Regions from separate parts of the Hordeum vulgare genome. Here region 1 is linked to region 2. A link is a contact called in public Hi-C data. All regions are on one chromosome and are shown on one strand. Each heading gives the region's core, a stretch centred on a gene start, on an enhancer-like site or on the middle of the called end of the contact. The rest is flanking DNA. Distances are from core to core; before and after follow the strand shown. Region 1 holds the start of LOC123400953 (isoleucine--tRNA ligase, chloroplastic/mitochondrial). Region 2 holds the start of LOC123403126 (serine/threonine-protein kinase RIPK-like).

Evidence for each region. Hi-C and Micro-C count contacts between places; a contact is called where the count stands out from the background.
Region 1: a Hi-C map of seedling shows a contact between it and region 2, with 2.9 times the contacts expected there. The contact joins the promoter of LOC123400953 here to the promoter of LOC123403126 in region 2. A contact is called at or near these places in 4 of 6 Hi-C or Micro-C datasets (leaf, seedling and an unstated tissue).

The regions. Positions count from the first base shown.
Region 1 is chr6H:527,538,760-527,542,617 of MorexV3_pseudomolecules_assembly, reverse strand. LOC123400953 (isoleucine--tRNA ligase, chloroplastic/mitochondrial) reads right to left here and starts at 2,270. Exons shown (of 22, transcript XM_045094668.1): 1 at 2,029-2,270; 2 at 1,786-1,954; 3 at 547-701; 4 at 361-462. The coding sequence starts at 2,052.
Region 2 is chr6H:527,396,362-527,400,057 of MorexV3_pseudomolecules_assembly, reverse strand. It overlaps LOC123403126 (serine/threonine-protein kinase RIPK-like), which reads left to right and starts at 2,038. Exons shown (of 3, transcript XM_045097089.1): 1 at 2,038-2,747; 2 at 2,862-2,998. The coding sequence starts at 2,189.

The DNA.
Region 1 (3,858 bases), core at 1,021-3,520, 140 kb before region 2:
TGAGCTAGCATATTATAAGATTTTATACAAGAAAAAATTCGCATCTGGAATCTTATACCTCATACACAAACAATTACTCTTAGTCTTGTATAACCTAAGCCGACTTATCTAGCATTCTAGCATGAGCAATGGCATTTACATATGTTCAATATTCGTTGAACTGTCAACAGCCAGCTGAATATGCAGACTTTACCATTCGGAGATAATGGCACATGCATCAAAATATGGGGTGGGCCAGAAATCAAACTGAGACAGAATATGAATCCGTAGAAATTATTTCCCCAAAAAAAAAGAAATATGTCAATGGTTTGCAAATAAACATGTGCGTATAGCTAGATGAAATTCACAGAGAGCTGATACCTTGTAGCGATTTATAATATCTTTGAGAACTTTATTCAGCGCATGACCCATGTGAAGATCACCATTAGCATAAGGCGGCCCATCATGAAGAGTAAATGTAGCCTAATCAAACAACCAAGAAAACCAACTAGGTCAGACGAATAGTTTCGTTTTCATTTATAGCTCTATCTGAAAAAGTAAACTCACCCCGGTATTCCTTTCGGACACCCTCTTCAGCACCTGGTTCTCCTCCCACAACTTCTGGAGCTCCGGCTCGCGCATAACAGAGTTTGCTCTCAAGCCGAAACTCGTCTTTGGGAGGTCCACCGTGTGCTTGTATTTCCCATCTTCTTGTTTCGCACCTAGGAAAAACCGACAAGCTATCAGTTCCAGGTACCTCTGTGTTCTAACACCCCAAGGAGGACCAATGACTAAAGCAAGACTCAACCTGTCAAACATCGATTAACTGCTTATTTCAATTCAAACGTTCCAGATCAGACCACGTATATCATTACGAGCTTTTCATTTTGAAAAATGCCAAATCGGACTACTTATACTGTTTCCTGCAAAAAGAAGACTATCTATACCATTAAGGATCAGTAGCTCGGTTAAAACACCTGCTAGTAATGAGATGTCATATTGAGACTCAATTGAAGGTACTTTTCTCCCCATGACTGCACTCAGGTATATTAAACACGGAGAGTTTTTCTAACTTTCAACTCTGAACTTCTAAGAATAGCAAAACTATTCATTAAATCATCAAATTCCCATATTCTAGGTATATATAGCATATAATCTCAATAGGCTTGCGTCATCACAAGCACAATCACCACCATCTGAGCACTGCTTCCACAATAATCCAACATCTAAAATAAGCTCGTTGTGTTCTTCTAGTTATTCACAAAATGAAAACAAAGATTGCTTTGATACCGAGACACCGGATGTAGAAAGCTTATATTGATGGAAGTCTTATACCGACCAAAAAGAAAACATGGTGACAAATTGTGATGAAGGCATAGACACATTAAATAGAAAATTGTATAATTAATGATCTACTAATTACAATGAAATGACCCAGCATGCATAATGAGTCCGAACAAGAATGACGTTTGTCAAAGAGCAACGTCTATCAAGCTAAACCGACCAGATTAAGCTTGAGTTACACGCAGTGAACACCCCGTCAGTTCCAACAACGACCACGGGCAAATTTCACTCAAAACCTCATCAGCACTCGATCCGAAGCTCAGGAAACTGCACTCAAATTGATTCGTGTAATCCTACTAGTGCTTGTGTCCCTATATAGTGCCTAACACCGGGTGCAATTCGCGAGCAATCCACCTCAAAAGCTGACGCCCCATTGCAACACCAAACAGACTGTCGCCGATTCCCCCTAAAGCAAAAACCCCACCCTGAACCCCTCAATGACAGGAGCGAGAGACGGCTCACCCTCCGCGGCCTTCTTCGCGGCCATGACGGGGCCCCGGGACCGGCGCTTCGAGGCCGACGACGACGGGGCGAAGAGGTCGCTCAGCTCGGTGGAGAACGGCCGCCGCGCCGCCACCGGCGCCGCCCCCAGCCTGCGCAGCGGGAAGCGGCATCTCTGCGTCGAGAAGACCTGCGGAAGAGCGGGGGCTCGTGAGGAATGCCTCCAGGAGGTTCGGCGGTACAAGGGAAGGGGGGCGCGCTTACGCGACAGCAGGAGGCGGCGTCCATCAGACGCCGGCGCCGCGAGACGAGCGGGCGACTTCCGTAGGGGAGGGGGGGGCGCCCGGCCGGTCGACGGCGAGGTGGGTTCTGCTATGGGCGCGGCAATGGCGGCATCGGGGGATAAGGGGATTGGCGAGCGAGGGGAGAGGGGAGGAGGGGGAGGGCCTGAACCGGAGAAGAGGGGTGTGGAGGGGGTTGGCTCGTTCGCGGAGGCCGGTGAGGCTGCAGTGTGGGGCCGTCTTGGTTGGGCCATTTGTGTTCGGGAGGAGGGGGGTCGTCATGGTTGGGCCACTTTGTGAGGAGGGGCTACTGGGCTAGGCCGTGCTGCAGAGGTCAACTTGGGCTCTCTTAGCTGTTCGACACGCTTGTCCACTTGGCCCAGTAAATGGACAGCCTTCCAAACTTGTCGTGGGCCTTCTAAGGATCATTTGAGGTGGGCTAAGAGCGTGTTACTTGACCCACTTCTCAGCTACCATCATGTGTCGTATTTTGGATCTTCGCCTCAATTTTTATTTTCTTTTCTCGCACGTATTTTTGGCTTTTTGTATGGGTTCTTTTTGTTTGCTTTCTGTCGGTCTTTCTTAGCTTTTTTTGGGTGTTTGTGTGTGTGCGTGTGTGTGTGTGGGGAGGTAAATTTCAGAAGAAAACAAATACATGGAAAATGCGTTTTCTTTTTTCCTTCGGCCAAAAGCCCGGTTTTGCTTCCGTGAAGAGGCATGAATTTTCTTCTGTGAGATGTCGTGTCTCTTTGAAATAAAAAAACACATTTTTTTTCTTTCGCGAGAGGCACGACTGTGCCTCTTTGAAAAAAAAATGTGTTTTTTTTGTATCCTTCCGCAAGAGGCATGATTTTGCTTTTGTAAGAGGCATGGATTTGTTTTCGCAAGAGACACGGTCGTACTTTTCTAAAACACAAAAAAATTGTGTTTTTTTTCTCGTAAGAGATGCGGTTTTGCTTTCGCGAGAGGCATGGTTGTGCCTCTTTAAAATGAAGAAAAAGAATATGTGTTTTTCTTTCGTGAGTGATATGGTTTTGCTTCCACAAGAGACGCAAATTTACTTCCTCGAGAGACACGACATGCCTTTCAAAAACAAAACAAAAACATGTTTTATTTATTATTTTTCCTTTCGAGAGAAGTATAGTTTTTTGTAAAAAAAAAATCATCAAAACCTATCAACATAAAATCTAATTTTCAAGATCTCATCGTGAGAAATGCAATGGTGAAAACTGTTCAAGATTTAAACACACAGTTTAAAAGATAAAATATTTTAAATAAATGAATCAATGAAAAAAAGAAAAACTCGCACAACAAGTGGCACGCAAACTTAGAAGGCGGGAGTGACCTTTACAAAGAGCACTACTTAATTAATAATTTTGGAATAGTTTTTTCACTAAAAAACTACTTTTGCTTTTTGACAAGGCAGCAGTCTGAAGAAGAGACGCACAAGAGAAAGAAGAACGTCTCAAGGGCTTTGTTACCCTCGATAAATCTCAGCTTGTTTGCAGTTAATATCGAAACCATCATCCCCAAAAACAAAAATTGAAAAGCTTTGCAAAGTTCAAAATCAGGACCTCTCGTCCATTCATCATGATTTCAAGGAGATTTTGCTTCATACCAATCTCCATGCATGCTCATGATGGAGCGCTGGAATCGTTATTCTTTACTTTAGTTTGTTCGAAGGGTAGTGGTATCCCCAACCCGTCCATCAGGATTAAAGTCCTAGACACCGATGTTTATATTTTCTTTATTTACTTCAAGCACTTCAGCAATATATGTACAGTAAATAAAATAAGATGTTCCCGCCGACTTT
Region 2 (3,696 bases), core at 789-3,288:
CGCTAGCTCGAGGAAGAGCCTCCAATCCTAAACGTGCGTAAATCCACATGTTTCACCGTTGTTTTTTATGACAAAAGATGCTGCTCCAAGACCGTTGCCTCGGACAACACGTACGCACATGCAGATCGATATACAGAGGCGAAGAAGGTTCTGCGCTGCACTTTCGCCTGGCCTTCCCCAGCCACTGCCCTTTGACAAAAGACGTCTGTGCAGAGGAAGAAAAAAAAACCACACGCGACCAGTTGGTCAAATCATATTTCATCCTACGCAACTGCTAGCACCGTTTGATCGGGCCGTGCGTGCTTAGCTTAACTGCGTTATAATCAACTGCATAAGTGGATATCGATCGCAACGTGTGTAGTTGAGCCTTTCAACACTGTCAGCAAACATATTCGAGGTTTCCAACAGCTTCCTGCTGCTCAGGCATCTTCGTTTCCAACAGCTTTTCAGCTAGACGTACGATAAGATCGGTGAACAGCGTTATGAGTTTCCATGGCAGTGCTTTGAAATTTTCTACACTAATCTTTTCAAGAAAATATACATGTTGTCGAAATCCCCATAGTTGTTGAGAATTAAACTAGTATAGCAATTAACAGGAGAAACATACCTACGCCCGAATTGGTCTTGTCAAAGACGCCTCTTGATTAGGCTACCAGTGGGCGCGTCGCCATCTTACCTTCGACGTGAGAGCGACTGGCCTACGGTACGACGCTGCAAGCTAGCTAGCGCACAACAAAACACCTTAGCATAACCGCATGGCATATGTGGTAAGCAACCTATAAACTATTCAAACAAACAAAAAAAACGCCTTAGTATAGTACGATAGCCGGCCAAACGCATCGTTTCCAAAAGCGAGAGGCACCCACAAGAGTTCCCACAGCGCTGACACTGACACATATATAACGCGCAGCTCAACCCTTCCATCGTCAATCTCACACTATTAAACCGTTAATTTCCCCCATCAATCTCAAACTATTAAACTGTTAATTTCTCAAATGGTAACTAAAGGCAGGTGGCCATTTCTCAGCTTGTTTGCCCGATCGATGCTGCCGATTCCCTCAAAGCATCTCCAACAGCAGCACAAAAATAGCGCGTTCAATAAAAAATTTAGCACATCACTGTAGCACTTTTAAAACACGAGGACCGGAGTATCTTCAACGGATGCGCGTTAATGGAGCGCCCAATCCAACCCAATCCAACGACCCCACCGGCAGCAGCACAAAGTTTGTTACGCGCGCAAGCGGGCGCACCAAATATGCTACGCGCGATAGCGCTTTTCAAGGCGCGTCCAAAAGTTTTTAGCGTGCGCACTGTTTTACAGCGTCTATTGAAGCTGTCCGACATCCAAAAAACGAATTTTTTATCATGCGGAGCATTTTTTAAACAACTGTTGAAGATGGTGTCAGCAACCATCCGAACTCCGAAGACGCAGCTAGCGGTGTAAAAGAAACGCCATCGATTTCCCGGCAAAGAAAAGGAAAAGAGGAAATAATAATAATAAGTGGTAAACAAAATTACAACCCATCCCTCGAAATTTTTTTTTGCTACAGCTAGCGTGCATCACAGCGCGTCGACACGTACGAGCAGCATCCCTGTCATGCGCACTGGCCGGAAACCGCATGCCGGCAAGAGAATTGCAGCGCATGCACTCTTGGAGAGCCAAGCACACGAGCTAGAGTCCACACGCGTCGCCGTCGCTACGTACACACGTCGGACGCCGGCCGCCAGCTGCGTTCCGGGTCATTTTTTCCTTGCAGCTAGCCAGCTAGCTAGCGGTCGAGCCAGTCGCACTCACCTTCAACCCACCAGGCCAGCACACAACACCCAGCTCGCCGGAGCAACCTCGCCGTGCAGCATCGACGTCGTCACCGGCCGCGCAGCCCACGCGGGTTCCTTTCATTCGTCTACCTCGCCGCGTCGCTCCGGTCAAACCGTCGACGGGCCCTTCCGTTTACACCCTCCCCCCGTGACCAGGACCCGATCCGTCCGTCCGACCAACCCATCACCCTCACCCCGCTATATATACACACGCGCACGCGCCACCCACCCTCAATCATCCATCTCTTCTCGTCAACCCATCATCCATTCTCCCAATCCCCATTGTTCGTTGCACTCCATCACGACACCCACCAGGGACGAACCACTCGACCTCCATCCATCCATCGACCGCAGCATCGCCGGCGGCACGATGAGGGCGTTCCTGATGGGCTGCTTCCACCCGCGCGGCGGCGCCACGGACCCGGCCGCGGTGGCGGACGGCGACGAGGCGGCCACGGCCACGGCCACGGCCAAGGCCACGGCGCCGCCCACCAGGAAGGGCAAGAAGAAGTCGATGCGGCGGGCGCCGAGCGCGACGGCGAGGCTGCGCTCCCTCTCCTTCGACGACCTGTCCCGGACGCTGGCCTCGTCGGGGATGCACGCCTTCACGGTCGCCGAGCTGCGGGCCGCCACCCGCAACTTCTCCGGCAGCCACTTCATCGGGGAGGGCGGGTTCGGGCCGGTCTACAAGGGCTTCCTCGACGACAAGGTGGTCGCCGGGATGCAGCCGCAGCACGTGGCCGTCAAGTACCTGGACGCCGAGGGGCCGCAGGGCCACCGAGAGTGGCTCGCCGAGGTCGTCTACCTCGGCATGCAGCTCAGCCACCCGCACCTGGTCAAGCTCGTCGGATACTGCTACCAGGAGCACCACCGCATGCTCGTCTACGAGTACATGGCCCGCGGCAGCCTCGAGCACCACCTCTTCAAGAGTAAGCAGCACTGCACCAGAGTCGTCATCCATGAGAATTTGTTCGTCCATCACGGTAGTATACATGGCGCCGCCGACATGTTTGCTGATCTGGGATATGGTTCTCGTTGCGCAGATCTGCTGGCGAGCTTGCCGTGGGCAACGAGGCTGAAGATCGCGGTGGGGGCGGCCAAGGGGCTGGCGTTCCTGCACGAGGCCGAGACGCCGGTCATCTACAGGGACTTCAAGGCCTCCAACATCCTGCTCGAATCGGTCAGTGCTCTTCTTCCGTCCCATCCCTACCAACTCCGGCCGGCGGGCATATCATATCCCCGTTCATACCTCCATTAATTTCCTCCGTATACACGCACGCACGACTAGTTCGTACGAGTATATATGATATGATATGATATGATGACCGTCTCCTTCACCCGCTTCCTGCGTACGTACGTGCCAGCACGTTTTGAAACCAGCTAGTTGGCCGATCTCTGTCGGTTTGCTATTTTGTTTTGTTGATCTAGCTTCTCAAAGACTTGATCCGTTGAACGAGCAAAGCCATGGACTAAATCTCGATTAGTACTACTTAATTACCCGTTGGCCACTGACTAGCACAAGTTTTGAATATGCGTAGAAGCAGTAGCCTTTTTCCCGGGTTGAATTGCCCATGCCTCGGACGGGATCGCACAAGCATAAATTAAATGTCCCTGTCAGTGTGAGGAGGTAGGAAACGTACGTACCTGCCCTCGAGGATAATACAAAATTGGCCTCTTCTTGTTCCTAATTAATTCTCCTAGGCTAGGCTGCAGGAGCCGGCCAACATAGTCGCACATGTCTAAATCAACCACACCTACAGCATACATCTACTCCAGTATATATAATCATGATCACCTAACCCAGCCACCATACTTGACACTCCATCTAACCACGTACGTAGTACAAATGTCAAAATACCACACAAGCAGAAACAGTTG